2 separate regions of the Macaca mulatta genome follow, and region 1 is linked to region 2. Evidence: chromatin contacts called from public Hi-C data. All regions are on one chromosome and are shown on one strand. The core of a region is the stretch at or near the end of the contact, and the rest is flanking DNA. Distances in the headings are between cores, read along the strand shown. Region 1 holds the start of BCAS2 (BCAS2 pre-mRNA processing factor). Region 2 holds the start of NRAS (NRAS proto-oncogene, GTPase).

Region 1 (6,214 bases), core at 2,756-5,255, 130 kb before region 2:
GGCCTTACAGAAGCCTGCATTAATGTTTAAAAGTTTTGTATTAGGCCGGGCGAGGTGGCTCACGCCTGTAATCCCAGCACTTTGGGAGGCCGAGGTGGGTGGATCACGAGGTCAAGAGATTGAGACCATCCTGGCCAAGATGGTGAAACCTTGTATCTACTAAAAATACAAAAACTAGCTGGGCATGATGGCACGCGCCTGTAATCCCAGCTACTTGGGAGGCTGAGGCAGGAGAACTTCTTGAACCCGGGAGGCGGAGGCTGCAGTGATCCAAGATCGCGCCACTGCACTCCAGCCTGGCAACAGAGTGAGACTCCATCTAAAAAAAAAAAAAAAAAAAAAATTTGTATTAAGCATTTCTTTCTGGAGAAAGCATTTTGCAGGCGCTACTGCTAAATTACACATAATCTTAAGAAAATGTAGTTATCTAGTTTCCTGCAAAAAATACCAAGGCATTTTAGCTAGAAAATTCTGCAGTGACAAAGAGTAACAGCTAATAATTAAACAAGAGGCAGTATAAAAATGTATAAGTAGTCTTGAGCCATACAGCACAGGAGGAACCCTTAACTAACTCACATGCTCAGTAAGTGATAGATCTGGAATTTTAGCTCAGCTCTCTCCAAAGACTAAGCCAGTGTTCATGGAGCTAAGTCATGGGCGGCGGGATCAGTGGGGGAAATCCCTGCTCATGGAGTAGTCTCATCTCAGCTTTGAGAGGCCTTCCTCAACCACCCAACCTAGAGTCACCCAGTCACTTTATCACTATCATTCTCTGTGCAGCATTTATCAACAATTTTTCTGATCTATTTATTGTCCATCTCAACACTCTAGATTGTAAGGTTCATAAGTATGGACCCTGCCGATACTGTTCTCCAATATCCAGCATGGAATAGACCTTCGTAAATAGTTGTTAAGTGAATTAATGAAAGAGTAATTTCAGAGGCAGTTTGAAGAATGGTTAAGGTCTTAGTCAATGGGCCTTTCTAAGCTGCAGTTTTCCCAGCTAAAAAAATGGGGATAGTGAACATAGTTATATAGTTTATAGAGCTGTTTTGTGCACCAAGAAAGACAGTGAGCCCAGTATACATTACCAACTATTACTAAGAAAGGATGCCAAGTGTGGTGGCTCACACCTGTAATCCCAGTACTTTGGGAGGCCGAGGCAGGTGAATCACTTGAGGTCAGGAGTTCGAGATCAGCCTGGCCACAATGGTGAAACCCTGTCTGTACTAAAAATACAAAAATTAGCTGGGCATGGTAGTGCATGCCTGTAATCCCAGTCACTTGGGAGGCTGGGGGAGGAGAATCGCTTGAACCCAGGAGGCAGAGGTTGCAGTGAGCCAAGGAGTTGCATGCACTCCAGCCTAGGTGACAGAGCAAGACTCTGTCTCAAAAAAAGAAAGGATTAAATAATCAGTAAACTAATTACAGGAGAATCATTTGAACCCAGGAGTTTGCTAATTAAATAATCAGTAAACTAATTACAAAGGTATTTGAGAGAAGGAAAAAAACTGGCAAAAGTATTATAAGAAGTCTGTGATTGAATGCAGTTATTTGAAAACGTCAGAAATCAGTCCAAGAAGCATTACTGTACTTAATTCTCTCTCTCTTTTTTTTTTTAATGAGATGGAGTCTCGCTCTGTCGCCCAGGCTGGAGTGCAGTGGCGCCATCTTGGCTCACTGCAAGCTCCGCCTCCCGGGTTCAGGCCATTCTTCTGCCTCAGCCTCCTGAGTAGCTGGGACTACAGGCACCCGCCACCATGCCCAGTTAATTTTTTGTATTTTTAGTAGAGGATGGTCTCGATTTCCTGACCTCGTGATCCACTCGCCTCAGCCTCCCAAGGTGCTGGGATTACAGGTGTGAGCCACTGTACTTAGTTCTTAACGTGGTTAACATCTACACCTAGGTAACAATATTTGGAAAAAGCATAGGAAAACACGTTCATAGAAACATATGTCTTCTACTTAAAACTTAGCCAAGGCAGGGCGTGGTGGTTCACCCCGTATCCCAACACTTTGGGAGGATGAGGTGGGCGGATCACTTGAGGCCAGGAGTTCAAGACCAGCCTGGCCAACGTGGTGACACCCCATCTCTACTGAAAATACAAAAATTAGCCAGGCATGGTGGCTGGCACCTGTAATCCTAGCTGCTCGCGAGGCTGAGGCAGGAGAATCACTTGAGCTCGGAAGGTGGAGGTTGCAGTGAGCAGAAATGGCACCACTGCACTCCAGGCTGGGTGACAGAGTAAGACTCCGTCTCAAACAAAAACAACAAACTTAACTATTTTTTCATGTTACTTTAATGTAAATAATATCTTTTTTTTTTTTTTTCCCTCTGAGACAGGATCTCAGTCTGTCGCCAGGCTGGAGCGCAATGGTATTATCATGGCTCACTGTAGCAGCCTTGAACTTCCAGGCTCAAGTGATCCTTCCACCTCAGCCTCCTGAGTGGCTTGGACTACAGGTGCATGCCATCATGCTTGGCTAATTTTTTAGTTTTTCTTTTGTAGAGAAAGGGTCTCACTATGTTGCACAGGCTGGTCTCAAGTGATCCTCACACCTCAGCCTCCTAAAGTGCTGGGATTACAGGTGTGAGCCACCACACCCAGCTAAGTACTGCCTTTTAATAATACAATCCTTTCATAAATAAACGATTAGGTATAATGGGAAAAAAACCTCCAAGCTGTACATATTGAAATACTTGAATCCAATAATTTAGAAATAACTTACATTTCACTTAGCTAATTAGACCCTAACTAGAATCTTGGGTGTACTTCAAGGTTATACATTTAAAATAGTATCATACTCACTGTGTGCAGTAGAACAGCATCTGACTCCCTAGGCAAGCATGGGCACTCCTTTCTCTAATTCTCTTGTCCTTATATATACCTCCACTACAGGTCCTTTACATATTATTACACATTTATACATACTATTGTAAACTTTCTGTTTTATATATCTAGCTCCTCATTGTATTGTATTTTTCTGTATTCAGAAACCCTATCTTTTTTTGGAGACGATGCTTGTCTTAAATAAAGAAAAGAAAAATTAAAATACAGCAAAATACATATTTTTTTAAAACCCAGATATTTTTATCTCTATGATTTCAGAATCTAGAATGGCACCTAGCACTTGGAAAGTATTCGTATCAGGGAAAGTTCTTGCCTACATTAATCAGAACTGTGTTAATAAAAACATCGGACAGATTATAGAAAAAAGGAGAAGGCTGAGAAAAGAGTAGTATACACTTGGATATGGTTTGTCCCTTCAGTCATACCACAAACGTTTGGTAAATAACTAGACTTTAATACGCCACTCTCCAGTGGTTCTAAAGAGCTTAGGTAATTAGGCTTATACATACTAAAAAATTCTAGATCACCTGCTGTAGAGTGACTCTTGGCAGGAGAGGGTCCCTTTGAGAATTTACGCATGGATCCTATCTCAAAGAATTGTGGCCACAAATTTTTGCATTAAGTGAGTCGTGGAGTCCCAGAAAGTCTTCCTATGGATCTTAGAATAAGAACCTCGGAGAAGACTTATCTATCTAGCTGTTTTCAACAGACTGGTACCTATGCAGGCAATGGTTAAAACTGGAATTTAAAAATCACTTTTACGTAGCTGAAGCTCTCAATCCAAAATAAAGGTTCACAGGAATCCTCGTTCATACCCGGGCTCAAGACATACTTACTTCAAAGGCAGAATAATCCGGGGCTGTTAGGTAGCTCAGGTAGTTCTTAGTAGGTCGGTATCTGCGAGTTTCCTCCTCCACCAGCGCTGCAGCCTTAGAAAGAGAATTGGGGCCAGGGTAGAAGCGGCAAATTGTAACATGTTTCTTTCGGTACCGAGCCAGCGAACAGTGAGTCAGCTACAAAGACACCCCGCACTCACCGCTTCCCGCACACCAGGGGCTTCATAACCTTGATCAAAATACGGCAGCGCATCCACCACAACCTCTCCGGCCACCAAACCCGTGCCCGCCATTCTGAGGACCTCAGGTTTGCCTGCGTTTTCTGCGTCTGCGTAAACTGAGTTCTATTTAGATACGCCGGCGCCTGACACTGATGTAATCACGTTCCCGGCATATTGACGTTCGCGCATGCTCAGTTGCTAATTTTGAAGGCGGGTCCGCCCGGTATCTAGAAATTGCCGGGCTGCTTTGTTTTGGGCGGACGTGACGTCAGTCTTGGCTTCATTGCGTCAGCGGAAGGCCTCAATTTCCTGTCTTCTGCTTACTGTATTTTTTTTGCCAGCGAATGGTGGCGATTTGAAGTTAGGGCTTTTCGTTTCCTCCAAAACATTGATATCTGGAACGGGAGCCCCTTAACACTTTCGGAGGGAACTGGCTGCAGGATTTGACGGGGAGAGATAACTGATTTCCCACCTCTGCTTACTGCCACCGTCTCCCCTTAATCTTCTCTTCCTCTGTGCCGGACTTCTTTCTTTTTATTATGGACACACGCTCTTGTTCTGCTGCCCAGGTTGGAGTGCAGTGGCGCGATCATAGTTCACTGCAGCCTCAACCCCCCCAGGCCCAAGCGATCCTTCCACCTCAGCCTCCTGAGCCGCTGGGCCTAGAGGTGCACACCACCACGCCTGGCTAATTTTTAATTTTTTTTTTTTTTTTTTCGAGACGGAGTCTCACTCTGTCGCCCAGGCTGGAGTGCAGTGGCGCGATCTCGGCTCACTGCAAGCTCCGCCTCCTGCGTTCACGCCATTCTCCTGCCTCAGCCTCCTAGTAGCTGGGACTACAAGGCGTCCGCCTCCATGCCCGGCTAATTTTTTGTATTTTTTGTATTTTCACCGTGTTAGCCAGGATGATCTCGATCTCCTGACCTCGTGATCCGCCCGCCTCGGCCTCCCAAAGTGCTGGGATTATAGGCTTGAGCCACAGCGCCCGGCCATTTTAAAATTTTTTTGTAGAGTTGGAGCCTTCCTATGTTGCCAAGGCTGGCCTCAAGCTATCCTCTCGCCTAGGCCTCCTAAAATGTGGGGAATACAGGCGTAAGCCACTGCACCCGGGGTCGTTCCTCTTTTACTTCCTTGCTGTACCCCGACTATCCTCCCCCCTCGCCACCCTGAAAACCTTTGCATTGGATAAGTACAATTCTTAAAGAGGCTCTAGAATTGGGCGCCAGTCTCCAATTAAAATTGTGAAGCTTTATGGTCTGAGTATCAAAAGGAACCTCAGTTCCTTAAAAATCCTGCCATTTTGGCTTTAGGACTTAAACGGTAATAGAATGGCACTCCTGTCTCCGAACCATTCAAGCTGCTGCCCATGCACTTTGTCTTCTTCATGGCTCCTGGACTAAGCAGCCTCCCTTTGATTAAGCAGTTAAAGACCAAATAAAGTTGTCAGACTATATACCCTGCCCAGTGTGCGGTCTAGACCCAGGCTTTGTCTGCCAAGAGCCTCGAAATGTTGACCTCCATTATTAAGCCTGATCAATCTAAGACTAATTCTTATTACTTAAGTACCATTAGGTAAATGTGCTAGCTGTAGATTTAAGTGACATAAAAGATCTTTACATCTTAAGAATTCTCCAAGGGATCTGTGGGGTTTTTATGTATTTATTCATTAAAAGATCTGTAAACAACATTTTATACAAATCTTGATTCTTTTACAAAAATATCCAGAATTCATAACACTTTACAGAAACAAAACACAACAGACCTAAGGAAATGAAGCAGCTTCAGGCTGCAAAGATGAAGACAGCATTCCTGAAGCGCAAAGGTCTCCTCCTAAAGGGATAGCCAGGATCCATCATAGTAAACCCTTTTACCCCCATTTTATAAACATCCAATTATTAACTGTTCCCGCTGGGTTGCAGTGTAAGAAGAGACCAAATGGAGAGATGTCTAGTAGAAGCCCCATTAGGGTAACCTGCTTAACATTTAAAAAAAGGCTCAGTTCTATTCCCTGGACCCACATCTGTAGGAATTATATTATACAGCACCAGTCTTAAATGGTGTTCTGCTTCAGGTTCATGCATACCTGAATGGGTTGTAATGAAATACTGTGCAAGTCAATAAACTGTATCACAATACAACTTAACAGTTTTGTAAGGCTGAATAAATACTTTCTGTGCCAGTTGAAACCATCAGCAGAAACTGAAGAAAACAAACTGACATTTGCTATAGCATTAATAAATGAAAAGTGCACCATCTGAACTTGAATTTGCCCATTAATTTGAAAAAACAAAACAAACAAAAAAAA
Region 2 (6,894 bases), core at 427-2,926:
AGTAGCCAGATGGTAGGGAGGCCAGGTGTTGATTAAAATAATCTCTAAAGTTAGGCATTTCTAAACTGAACAAAATTACAAAACCATTTGTTTATTTATCTATTTATTTATTCATTTATTTTTTGAGAAGGAGTCTCCCTGTGTCGCCCAGGCTGAAGGGCTGTGGCGTGATCTCGGCTCACTGCACCCTCTGCCTCCGGTTCAAGCGATTCTCCTGCCTCAGCCTCCTGAGTAGCTGAGATTACAGGTGCGTGCCACCACACCCAGCTAATTTTTGTATTTTTAGTAGAGATGGGGTTTCACCATGTTGATCAGGCTGGTCTTGAACTCCTGACATCGTGATCTGCCCGCCTCCGCCTCCCAAAGTGCTGGGATTACAGGCGTGAGCCACCGCGTCCGGCAAAACCCTTTATTTAAAGAGCCTTAGATGCCACTTACTGAAGACAATCTGTACCATGAACCCTCACAATACAATAGAATCTCTAAGTACCATTACATAGCACTTTACCATTCATAAATAACTTAAATATATTAACTTTCCATAACATCCCTGTGTGGTAGGCAGGACAAGTTTATGATAATACATGAGGAAAATGAGGTTGAGAGAGATTCATTTGCTCAATATCACACAACTAAACAATCTCCCATACAGTCTCGCTACTATGGCCTGTGTTTCTCATGTAATAGAGCTGTCATATATGAAGAAACTCACGAATGAACTCAACACTGAGTTTGCAAGTTTACAGAACTGTTAAAAACTGGACGTTTTAGAAACTTCAGCAGCTAATAAAAATGAACTGTTCTCTATAAACACGTTAAGCTTATTGCATAACTGAATGTAGTACCCAAAATAACTTTTACTTTCTCTCCTCTTATTCCTTTAATAAAGAATATAGGTAAAGATGATCTGACACGTGAGAGACAGGGTCAGGTCAGCGGGCTACCACTGGGCCTCACCTCTATGGTGGGATCATATTCATCTACAAAGTGGTTCTGGATTAGCTGGATTGTCAGTGCGCTTTTCCCAACACCACCTGCTCCAACCACCACCAGTTTGTACTCAGTCATTTCACACCAGCAAGAACCTGTTGGAAACCAGTAATCAGGGTTAATCGGCGAGCACCACAGCTAAAGTACTTTAAAGCTTTCTATAATCAATGGAAATGAAAACCCTAGCGTAACCTGCCATTTGGTTCTTAAAGTGACTCGGGAACGCAAAAACACCGGACCAATATCGGCATCACATTTCTGGAGTACAGTTTTCTAGCAACCCCCACCCTTGGCTATTTTTCAACAGTCCTTGGGCCCCGCCCTCGCCTAAGCAATGGAAATCCCCCTTCCTATTACTCCCCGAAGCCGCCTCAGCTCTAGCGGGAAGCCTCCAGGCCGCAACTCCTTCCCATTCTCCCTTCTGCCTCCAAAGATCTCCCCACGTAGGCACCAAATGGAAGGACCCCCGCCCAAGGCCTTTGTCTCCAGCTGGTAGATTCTGCTCGATTTCTGGCATCAGTGAAACGCCTGAACATTCCACAGCCCAAAGCCAAACACTATGCATGCGAGAAACTTACCTCAAGCTCCACTGCCTCTGCTTTGGACAGATTCAGGACCACAGCAGGGAAAATTGTTGGAGACCCCGGAACCGCCATGAACAGCCCCCACCAGGGAGCGGCACTTCCGGCCCCGCCCGCTACGTAATCAGTCGGCGCCCCAGGCGCCTGTGTCCCCGCCCCGGCCACGTGGGCCTCCGAACCAGGAGTCATGCGGCAGGCCGCACCCAGACCCGCCCCTCCCACACGGGACGTTTCAATAATGAAAGCGCTAGGTGCTAGTGTCTCAAAAATCAGTAAAACTTTATTCGCTTCCATTCTTTCGCCATTAACAGAAAACTGGAGAAAGCAAAAATGTTTTGTGTTTACAAAGATAAACGGCCTCTTTACCCAGAGATCAAAACCTCAAACGACAAGGGGGAAGATAAAACCGCCCTCCCCCACATCCCCTGAGCTGACCCTTGTCATCTTAGACAAAGCCTTCAGTCCACTGGCCAGGGACCCTGTATATGGCCAATTCAAGAAGAGGGCCAAGAAATCAGACCCATCCATTCCCGTGATATAAAGTTGAACAGAAGCTACACCAAGGGTCAAGTGTCTGTATTTTACAGGACACAGTAACCAGGCGGCTACTTATTAAAAAAACAAGATTCATTTCAGGCACAACTTTTTTATTTTTATTTTTTTGTTTTGTTTTTAAATCAGTAAAAGAAACCGGGTCCTAGAAGCTGCAGTGATCTAAGCAGCAGCAAGTTTGTGCATTCATTTTTTTGTTTTTGTTTAAATATGTTTAAATTATCACACTGCTGGCACTCCTCATTTGCATGAAATTCTGCACCATACTTACTAATTGTAGTAAAGTTACCCCCCAACCCACGAAAAAAAACCTACTCTGTAAGATAATTTTCACTGAAATATAACCAAACTTCTTTAAGTGGATTGTGACAAGATTATAAATGATATGAAAAATAACACTTTAAAATTTGGCCATCAACTTTAAGAAATGGTTTGCCTATACAAATCTTTGTAATTTTTAAAAGATAATATATTCTACCCTCATATGGTCCTCAGAATTAAAGCATAATGAACAGGAAGAAAAAGAAAAAGAACGCAACTGAGTGCTAAGGCAGAACATCTTGCCAGAAGTAATTAATGAAGGTAGAGTATATAATGAAAAGTGCAGAATTTCATAGGGCCAACAAGATAACAGTCTATATTTTTCACTTAACACAGGCGAAGTGGATTTTGCAATTACCAGTTGCGTTAAATGCACCAAATAAAGCTCCTAAAATTGATACTATAAGGCGCCACCTTAAGTTTTCCAGGCTGCAACTGTGCATTATTTTAAAATGGTTTTCTTAAATTTATTTATTTTTTTAAACATAACACGAGGAAGGTGTTAAAACTGGTGTAATAGCTCAATAGAATAAGTATTTCAGATTTCGGGAGGGATGAAGAAGGAGATATTCAGAACCCTTCACCAGATTCCCCCCAACTTGATCATATTGGATTAATGATGTGCTTTGTGGATGTGGTTAGTCAATGACACCAGCTTGACGGATCTTTCTTTCTGCACCAAACCCCTGTGGGGGGGAAAAAAAAACCCTGCAGTTAATGATTTGAGTGCACAACAATCACGGTACATTCACTATTCCGAAATGAAACTACAAAAGCATTATTTTTAATCATCTTATGTACTACTAATTCTTTTCTAGAGGAGAAAATCCACAGTAAGCCCTCCTGACCCATTACCTAAACTATCTTCAGAGCATCAAGAAATGTGCTTCTTACTGTAAGCAACCATTAGGTTACGGGCTGAACCAATGTGTAGAAAGTCCTAACTAGTTATAAGCAATATGCAAGTCTCCCTGCTTCATTTCCTGACCTATAGTTTAAATAGGACCACATATTGTATGTAGGTCTATCAGCTGGCCTCCCCCAAGCCTTGTATGCCCTCATACCATTGAGTTATCTGGTCCCCTTGGCTGACGAAGAACCATTAGGCGAGGAGCACTGGCATCATCCAGAGTGATGTTCTTCAAGCGATTGACCAACCGATCAGGTCGAGGAGCTGCAACAGCCTTGGGGCCCTCACTGTAATGAAGTCAAAAGACGAGAATAAACCACACTTGGTAGGCAGACAGCAAGCACTTGCAAAGGAGTGTGTTTTCCACCTAACTGCCCAAATGACTCACTTTTAATGACGGGACTCTTGCCTCATCTACCTAGCTAGAAAGACAAGATAGACAAGTTTGTTTATGTATTATTATCCCCAACTCAAGGTTCCAGCTTAATAGGAATGGAAGGAATCATTTGCAGACCCTAGACTTGAATGCAATCAGAATGACCCATTCCACAGATGCATAAAAAACAAGGTAGCAGATGTGGTGGCTAACACCTGTAATCCTAGTGCTTTGAGAGGACAGGGCAGGAGGAACACTTGAGCCCAGAAGTTTGAGACCAGCCTGGGCAAAATAGTGGGACCATGTCTCCACAAAAAATAAAAGTGGCTGGGTGTGGTGGCGCATGCTTGTAGTCCCAGCTACTCAGGAAGCTGATGTGGGAGAATTGCTTAGGCCCAGGGGGTTGAGGCTGCAATGAGTTGTGATAGCGCCACTGCACTACAGCCTGGGTAACAGAGTCAGACTGTGAGACTGTGTCTCTGGGCGGCAGAGAAGCAAAGAGGCATTATGAATCAGGATGACTAAAGTATTAGAATTTTAAGTAGCATATAACCTAGAAATGACTTAATGGAAGGAAAGGAATTTGGCAAAAATTTTAAAAAACATGTACTACACAATCTTTTTGTATTAGACTAGAAGGAGGAAGTAAATAAAAAGTGGCAAAAGGGGAAAAAACAAGGCACAGAAAAGTAAAGAAATGTGATAAAACAGAGACTACAGAAGTTGAGACACTCCAGGGTAGTTACTAATCAAACCACAACAACAACTCACCAGACTCGCCAAACATTACAGGCGCTGCACTTGCCAGTGCGCTGATTAAGAATCACTGAGAACTCCACCTCATCTCCTGCCTGTAGCTCAATGCCATCCTGAACTTCTTTCACGTGGAAAAAGAGCTTCTTGCTATCTCCTACTTCATAGTTAATGAAGCCAAACTGGGGGAAAAAAAAAAAAAAAGTAGGTAAAAAAGAGAGGACATGCCACACCTCACTCTGAGTGAAGCACAATGCCTGCCCCTATATAAAAGGATGTATAAAACATGATATTAATGTTGATACTCCAGTCCAGCTGCCTGTGGCAAAACCTGTCAGGGAAGAAATGTATCTTTGAAAGTGCCATTCACTATATCACAAACTTGAACCAAACAAATAAAAGTTGCCTTGTTCCTTCATACATTATGAACTAAGCTTTTTGATTTAAGCAAACTCATCAGGAAGTTGTTACTTCAACATACATATTGTTTGGATCCCCTCTAGAATTAAGCTGGGTTATAGCAGTATATGAAGCAGCCATACAAAATGTTATTCTCTGTACTGATGACGAAAAACATTATGAGGACTCAGATTTCCCTGAGATCTCAGTAGTAAGACTAAGTCTGTTTGCCCTAAGCTTATTTTTTAAGTACTTTCGAACACGGTTTCTGTGTCTGTGTGATATGCAAAAGAAGTTCTAAGCAAAAGTGTACAAAACCATACAGTCCTTCTATTCTGGAAATCTCACCCCAAACTTATTTTCCCCATTGCGTAATGTTAGTTACCAATACCAATCTTACTTTCTCATTGCTAATATAGTCACTTTTTTGTGTAGTTTTCTGTTTTTATTAAGCTACCTCAAATGACTGAAAAAAGGTAAAGTAGAAATACAAAAACGAATGAATGTTGATGATTTCCCCTTGGCTGAAAAAATTTGAAGGTTCTGGTTACCAACTCATAGAAGGATCAAATTCAGATACAGAGATGCTGGCACTTACCTGATCTTTCACACATTCCACTGTGGCCCTACGCAGGGGTGTGATGTTGTAAGCCATAGTTTGTGCATTTTGGCCCAGGACACACAATTGGAACTTGACGCTCTCCCCTTTCTGCAGGCAATCCCCTTTGTTGGCCATCCCAACGATGCCAAATGGATAGACCTCCCCTTTCATATCGCCTGTAAAACAGGTACAAAGTTTAAAGGCTAGTATTTCACAACAGTCCTCTGCTGATGATCCTAGAAAGTTTATATAGTTGCTAAAAATGTGTTATGTTACCTAAAATATATATATATCTATTTTTAGTACTCAGAAGTTTCACCTTAAAGCTTAAATGAAATTCCAAATGTTAAATACTACCATGGAACCAAATGAGAATGTCACAGCTCATCAATACTTTATTAGCTGATGAACAATTTTAAACTGCATTTATAAATTTAAAAAAAAAAAAAAAACACAAAAGAACAAAAAACTGTCATTTACAATCCCATTACCTAAATTTTAAGCACTATGGGTTGCTAATAATATTCACAGGACTATCTTCTTCTCAAGTTCACAATATGAGCCAACCAGCCAAAAATATTTTTGTCCCATACTCAATCGGCCAGTAAACAACTAGGCAGGCATAGGCAAAAACAATTTAGATAAACCTGACACCCCATCTCCTTTTTTTGTTCCAATTCTGGTTCCCTCATAGGTTCCTTTTTCCAGATCAGAGATCAAAAACCATTTTCCTAAAGGGCCAGATAGTATATGTTTTAGGTTTGCAAGTCATCCTGTCTAACCAACTCTGTTGTTGTAGTGAGAAAGCAACGAAAAACAGTATGTAAACAGATGGTTGTGGCTGTGATCACAAAAAAAGGCCACCATGTATGCTGAGCCCTGCCCTACAGTATAAAGTTGCCTGGAGCCCAGTGCAGGCTACAGATATAAACTATGCCAAAGAATTCAGCTGCCTAACAATTCAGCATCCAGGCAAATGTACTCGCTCTGCCGCCCAGACTGGAGTGCAGTGGCGATCATGGCTCACTGCAGCCTTGATTTCCTGGGCTCAGGTGAGCCTCCCACCTCTCAGCTCCTGAGTCACTGGGACTACAGGCACGCACCATGACTAATTTTTGTATTTTTTGTAGAGACAGGTTTTTGCCATGTTGCCCAGGCTGGTCTCAAATTCCTGGGCTCAAGTGATCTGCCTGCCTTGGCATCCCAAAGTGGTGGGTTTACAGGTATGAGCCACCACACTTGGCCTTTTTTTTTTTTTTGAGACAGAGTCATGCTCTGTTGCCCAGGCTAGAGTTCAGTGGCATGATTCAGCTCACTGCAACTTCTGCCTCCCAGGTTCAAGGGATTCTTCTGCCTCAGCCTCCGAAGTAGCTGGGATTATAGGCACCCACCACCATACCTGGCTAATTTT

The links. Hi-C and Micro-C count contacts between places; a contact is called where the count stands out from the background.
Region 1: a contact with region 2 is called in a Hi-C map of blood, with 2.8 times the contacts expected there. The contact joins the promoter of BCAS2 here to the promoter of NRAS in region 2. A contact is called at or near these places in 5 of 14 Hi-C or Micro-C datasets (blood, cortical neurons, fetal cortex germinal zone and 2 more).

Annotation. Positions count from the first base shown.
Region 1 is chr1:125,670,321-125,676,534 of T2T-MMU8v2.0, reverse strand. BCAS2 (BCAS2 pre-mRNA processing factor) reads right to left here and starts at 4,005. Exons shown (of 7, transcript XM_015148779.3): 1 at 3,889-4,005; 2 at 3,689-3,781. The coding sequence starts at 3,981.
Region 2 is chr1:125,532,707-125,539,600 of T2T-MMU8v2.0, reverse strand. NRAS (NRAS proto-oncogene, GTPase) reads right to left here and starts at 1,676. Exons shown (of 7, transcript XM_015148825.3): 1 at 1,569-1,676; 2 at 958-1,085. The coding sequence starts at 1,068. CSDE1 (cold shock domain containing E1) reads right to left here. Exons shown (of 19, transcript XM_077950606.1): 16 at 5,481-5,659; 17 at 4,502-4,665; 18 at 3,509-3,641; 19 at 2,911-3,130. The coding sequence ends at 3,083.